2 separate regions of the Sus scrofa genome follow, and region 2 is linked to region 1. The links are chromatin contacts, called in public HiChIP or PLAC-seq maps. All regions are on one chromosome and are shown on one strand. The core of a region is the stretch at or near the end of the contact, and the rest is flanking DNA. Distances in the headings are between cores, read along the strand shown. Region 1 holds the start of MED20 (mediator complex subunit 20). Region 2 has its middle 18 kb from the start of TAF8.

Region 1 (2,700 bases), core at 35-2,534:
TGATGAAGTATGAAGCATTCTTCAGTGGAAAAAAGGAGGACCACCAGAACCAGTCCTGGGGCCACTAAACAGGAGCGTGAGAAACCGTGCAAGTTTGCCTCGACCCTGGTCCTTAACTGCGGCTCTATTTTCCACTCTTACACTGTAAAACCATCTCCTAATCTCTCTCAAGGGGACCATAGTCTTTAGGGCACTAACCTGCTCTGGCCCTCCTTTGGCAGAGCAATAGAGATATCTTTTTCTTCTTCACCCAAAACCCTGTCTCTGTGCTTCAACTGGGCATCGGAGGACAGAGACAGAGTTTTGGCAACACTACCTGCCTCATATCCTAGCTCCCCTCCTCGCACCGGTTTCCTCCGTGCTACCTGAGATTCTGTCTCCCGGGCCTAGGTCCTAATTTTGCTCCAAATAAAACTTAACTCTCAACTTTTAGGTGAAGGTCTCCAGCCACCCTAAATCCGGCCAGGGCTGGGTCTCCCATTCCATTACCTTTGCTAGAGTGTAATACGCCCCCCTGGGTTTTTTTTTTTTTTTTTAATTCCAAACTATTATCCTGCCGGACACTTTTCAGCCTACCACTACCAACTACCCATCCTCTTTCTCGCACCCACTCTCGCTACTCACCCAGCCGCGTGGTGCGATCTTGAGGTGCCGCCGGCCTGTCCCCGGTCCCATGCTCAGCCTCGAGCTCCTCTTGCTGCTGCCGCGCTTGTTGCAAAATCCGTCGGGTCAGCCGAGGCCCCACGTACTCCTCCTCCTCTTCTCCGGTTCCGCGACCCCGCCGCTTTTCCCGGGTCCCCGCCCGCACCGCATTCCCAGCCAGGATTTGGTCGGCCAGGGGCGCATGCTTTTCCTGACCCTCGGCCCCGCGGGCGGCCTTGAGTTTGGGCATTTCGCTAGAAAACCTCGCCGGGAAGTTTCACATGTGGGGACAGAGGAAAAGCTCTGAGTGCGCCGGCGCAGGGAACTCCCCAGAGGCCAGACGGTGATTACAGCGCCCCCTGGTGTTCGGAGGCCGGACCTGCCACCATCCCCGCCCCACCCCCTGATAGAGCTCCTGAGTCCTGGAGCTGGACTCCCGAATAAACTCATTGCAATTAACATCGCCTTCTCTAAGCAGTGGCAGTCCAAGCCACGCTTTCTTAGCTTCATGAATCTAGGCCCGGGGTGATTTGTCGAATAGGAAGTCCCCGAGCTGCAAGCCTAGGGGGCGGAGCCCTGCAGTGACGTCACTGGAGGCGCCTGTACGCCCCGTTCCTCGTGGCCGCCGAAGGGACTCGCACTTTTTACGTTATTTCCGGAGCACCTCCTACTACCGAAGCTTTCGTTAGGTCGGTGGTTTCACCTCGCGTGGGCTGCAGCAGAGCACTGCGTATCAGCTGTTCAGTACTGTCATCTTCCTGGCCTAACATCATGGGAGTGACTTGGTAGGACTTCAAGGGATTTCGTGGGGCGAAGCTTGGGGTGGTGAAGGGCCGGTGGAGCCTCCAGTGTCCCCGAGAGGAGGATCGGGATCAGGGTCTGAGAGAGATGCCCTCGAGTTGTGTGGGTGAGGGGACCACTGTGAGGGCTGCGAAATCTGCGGGCCTTTTTCCTCGGAGATGCGCCCCTTCTTTCTCAAAGGTGGCAGGTTAAAAATTTTTATCTTAAGAATCCACCAGTGGTCGCGTACCTCCTTCCGTTTTTCTTGGTATATTCTTCCTGCTCGTCATCCCACAGTACTGCCTGGGGTCGGAAATAGTATGTCGGGTTTAGGACCCATCTGCAGTCAAGGTTGGATGGGTTGTGGGGAGGGAGATAGACAACATTGAAGGCAGTATCTTTTTTAGGTTTTTGCCCTTCCCTATGGCCACTAAATGCAGTTAGACCAGCCTGTGTCTAGTTCTAATTTGGCCATTTTAAGATCTCGGGTCTAGAGGGGGAAAAAAAGAAGCTATTGGGAGTTAGGAGATTGGGATGTTAGGCACATCACCTCCTCAGAACCTGTTTCCTACTATGTTTAATTACATGCTTGGTTTAGTTTCTGTGGACTTAATATCTGTAACGTGTTATGAGTCAGAGTGCAGGGAAATATGGGCCTCATGCTCTTGGAGGCATTAGTTCCAAAATGCTAGATTTCAGGGCTTAAAAGAAAAAAAAAAAAAAAGGTATCTGGAGCATCTTTCCAATCAGAGAGGGCTAGAGGCCAGGGTATCAGGAGTCAGTGGCTATAGAGTCTTCATATAAGAAAAGAGCCTGTGGGAATTCTTCCTCCCAGTCACCCAAGTCTTGCACACTTGTCAGTGACTGCACATTTGCTTCCTGCAGTTGACATCATGAGCCTCTTTGGAAGTCTTTTAGTGTAAGGAGGATGTGAAGAATGGAGATGAAAAGTTTCCTCCGCAGAGGCATGGAATCCTGGAAGCCCCTGTTGTTTTTTTCTTTTCTTTTTTAAATTAAAATATAGTTGATTTACAACATTGTGTCAGTTTCTGCTGTGAGGCCCCTGTTGTTGTTTTTGTTTTTGTTTTTGTTTTCTTTTTTCTTTTTTTCTTTTTAGGGCTGTTCCTACAGCTTTTTTTTTTTCTTCTTCTTTTTTTCTTTTTAGGGCCGTTCCTGTGTCACATGGAAGTTCCCAGGCTAGAGGTTGAATCAGAGCTGTGGCTGCCAGCCTGTGCCACAGCAATGCCAGATCCGAGCTGCATCTGCAACCTACACTAC
Region 2 (2,700 bases), core at 33-2,532, 91 kb before region 1:
CTGCCCCTTTGCACTTGGTGGGAGAAGGGTTAAAAGAAGAAGGTAGTGGCAGGCAGCTCCCAAGGCTGCCCGTTGGCCTGGCTGAAGAGAGGAGGGCACCCCTACCCACTCCAGTGCCCAGGGAGAGTGTATATGGGGGTCTCACCACCGTCTTAGTCCCTACCAGCAGGCAACCTGGCAGGGTCCCACATCACTGTACTTAAATGGCTCTCTTGAGGTCCTGAAGGCCCTCTCATCTCTAGCAGATTGTTGGGCAACGCCGCCCTGGCCCAGGCACCCCCAGCCAGCAGACTCAACGCTTGTATGCTAGCAATAGCCAGGACTGACTACGTAATTGGCAGAGTGCTTTGTTCAAAAATTATTAAGAATTTCTGGGAGTTCCTGTTGTGGCGCAGTGGAAACGTATCTGACTAGTAACCATGAGATTGTGGGTTCGATCCCTGGCTTTGCTCAGTGGTTAAGGATCTGGTGTTGCCATGAGCTGTGGTGTAGGTCGCAGACGCAGCTAGGATCTGGTGTTGCTGTGACTGTGGTGTAGGCCAGCAGCTGTAGCTCCAATTCCACCCCTAGCCTGGGAACCTCCATATGCTGCAGGTGTGGCACTAAAAAGATCTGTGTGTGTGTGTGTGTGTGTGTGTGTGTGTACACACATACAAAAAAATTAACATATAAAGAATTTCAAGATGGGAGTTCCTGCTGTGGTTTCTTGAGAGCACTGGGGCACAGGTTCGATCCCCCACCCAGCACAGTGGGTTAAGGATCTGGCGTTGCCGCAACTTCAGCTTAGGTTGCAACTGTAGCTCGGCTCTGATCCCTGGCCCAGGAGCTCCATATGCCCCAGGGTGGCCAAAAAAGAAAAAAAAAAATTTCAAGGTGGTGGCAACAGAGCATTAAACCAAAGGTGGAACCCTTCTGAGCACAGAGCTCTGTGGGCCTGCCCAGGTCACCTGCCCGTAAGGCCAGCCCCGAGGGTCACCAGCATTCATCGAATGCTTGCTGGAACGCCAGACCCTGTGCTAGGCGCTCACCACGCATGATCTCATTCCTTCCTCTCAGCAGCCCTATTATCCCTGTTGTGCAGACGAGGAAATTGAAGGATTAGACAAGCCGCATAACTTGCTGAGGTCACCAGCTCTTAAGGGCTAGAGCGGGGGACAGAACCCAGCCTGTCTACAGAGCCTGGGCTCTTAACCACCCCGGGCCGCTCCAGCCCACAGGGGTAGGGTGGTTGCTGGGCAAGGCAGCTGCTTCCTGTCCCCTTCTTCTGGCCTATCAGGGGCAGGAAGGAAGATGAGGCAAGAAACAGCAGCTGACAGTGCAGCAACAATGGCAGTGGTGGTGAGGGCGGCCAACCCAGACAGAAGCGCTGGGTGGAGACCGTGTGAGATGCACCCAGGGGCTGTGTGAGCTGGAGGCAGCTGATAGACACCGCAGCTGTGCCCTCCGCCCTCTCGCCCGGTGTGGGCATCGGGGAACCCTCCCCCTCCTCATATCACCTCCAGCTCTGCCTCTCTCTTCCTCTTTACGGCCGTGGTTGCTTCTCCTCACTTCTCTCCTTCACCCCTTTTCCGGCCACCCTGCACCCTCCCACCAAGTCCTCAGTATCCCCACGTCTACATCCGTTGTAATGAGCACCCGCTGTGTGCCAGGCACACTGCTAGCCACTGCATAGCTTTATCAGCCTGAATTCTCTCCACAAACACATGTGCATCATTATCGTCCACATTTTCCAAAGGAAGAAACAGAGGCTCAGAGAGGCTAAGAGGTTGGTCTAGGGGTAACACAGCTGTGAAGTAGCCCAGAGGAGACGTGGATGCAGATCTGAAGCCCCTGTGTTTTTGGCGCCTCCTGACTGCCTTCCCCACAGGATGGCGTTGGCCTGACTGGGTGCAGTGTGTCCCTGAGCGTGGAAGAGCCTCTTCTCACAAAGGAGGTGGTTTGGGAAATGGTTGACTCGAAGGAAGAATCGGTTGTATTTTGTGGAGGAGATGTTCCCCTCCTGTGCGGTAGCTGGGGCAGCATTCCTAGAAGGCTCTCTCTGACCCTTGGGAGAGCGGACCTGATGGAGTGAGGTGACAGGTTGCTGCAAGGATGAGCACTTGGACAAGGAGGAAGGTCCCTCTCACACATTGCACCAGGAACGGGAGGCAGGAGGCATCAGGAGAGAGTTCCCGTTGTGGCTCAGCAGGTTACGAACCCGACTGGTATCCATGAGAACTCGGGTTTAATCCCTGGCCCTGCTCAGTGGGTTAAGTATCCAGTGTTACCGTGAACTGCAGTGTGGGTCGCCGTCGAGGCTGAGATCCGGCGTTGCCGTAGCTGTGGTGCAGTCTGGCAGCTGCAGCTCTGGTTGGACCTCTAGCCTGTGAACTTCCGTATGCCAAGGGTGCAGCCCTGAAAAAAAAAAAAAAAGGCGCAGGGAGAGGTTTGGCTGCTGTAACGGAGACCCCGAATCAGGAGCCTGAACAGGATGGAAATTTCTTGCATGCAGGTCTGGGTGGGCGATTGGATCACTGGACAGGAATGGGGACCCCCACTCCTCCCAGACTGTGGCCGGTCTGTGCCCTTAGATGTTGAAGACAGCACTGCCCCTCCCCTGGGTCTGTGACCCAGCCAGTGTGAAGGGAGAAAAGGGAAGGAGGGGGCACTACCCTTCCTCTTCAGGACATGACCCCAGATTGCCAGGTCCCTTATCTCTTT

Evidence for each region. HiChIP or PLAC-seq counts read pairs in DNA pulled down with a chosen protein or histone mark.
Region 2: a contact with region 1 is called in an H3K27ac HiChIP or PLAC-seq map of alveolar macrophages. The contact joins the enhancer-like site here to the promoter of MED20 in region 1. A contact is called at or near these places in 2 of 5 promoter capture datasets (fetal liver and fetal skeletal muscle), 20 of 47 Hi-C or Micro-C datasets (adipose tissue, alveolar macrophages, blood and 10 more) and 2 of 2 datasets of contacts at active chromatin or transcription factors (alveolar macrophages and skeletal muscle).

The regions. Positions count from the first base shown.
Region 1 is chr7:37,072,734-37,075,433 of Sscrofa11.1, reverse strand. MED20 (mediator complex subunit 20) reads left to right here and starts at 1,284. Exons shown (of 4, transcript NM_001206352.1): 1 at 1,284-1,427. The coding sequence starts at 1,414. It overlaps BYSL (bystin like), which reads right to left and starts at 917. Exons shown (of 7, transcript NM_001130731.1): 1 at 625-917. The coding sequence starts at 892.
Region 2 is chr7:37,163,348-37,166,047 of Sscrofa11.1, reverse strand. It overlaps a transcript of CCND3 not described here. Among named protein-coding and RNA genes, the nearest start is that of TAF8, 18 kb to the left of the region's middle. Within about 2 kb of position 1,282, at least 34 of the 83 cell types and tissues checked have an H3K27ac peak or open chromatin away from gene starts, as enhancers often do. A contact at or near this core is called in adipose tissue, alveolar macrophages, fetal liver and 6 more, where this site is marked.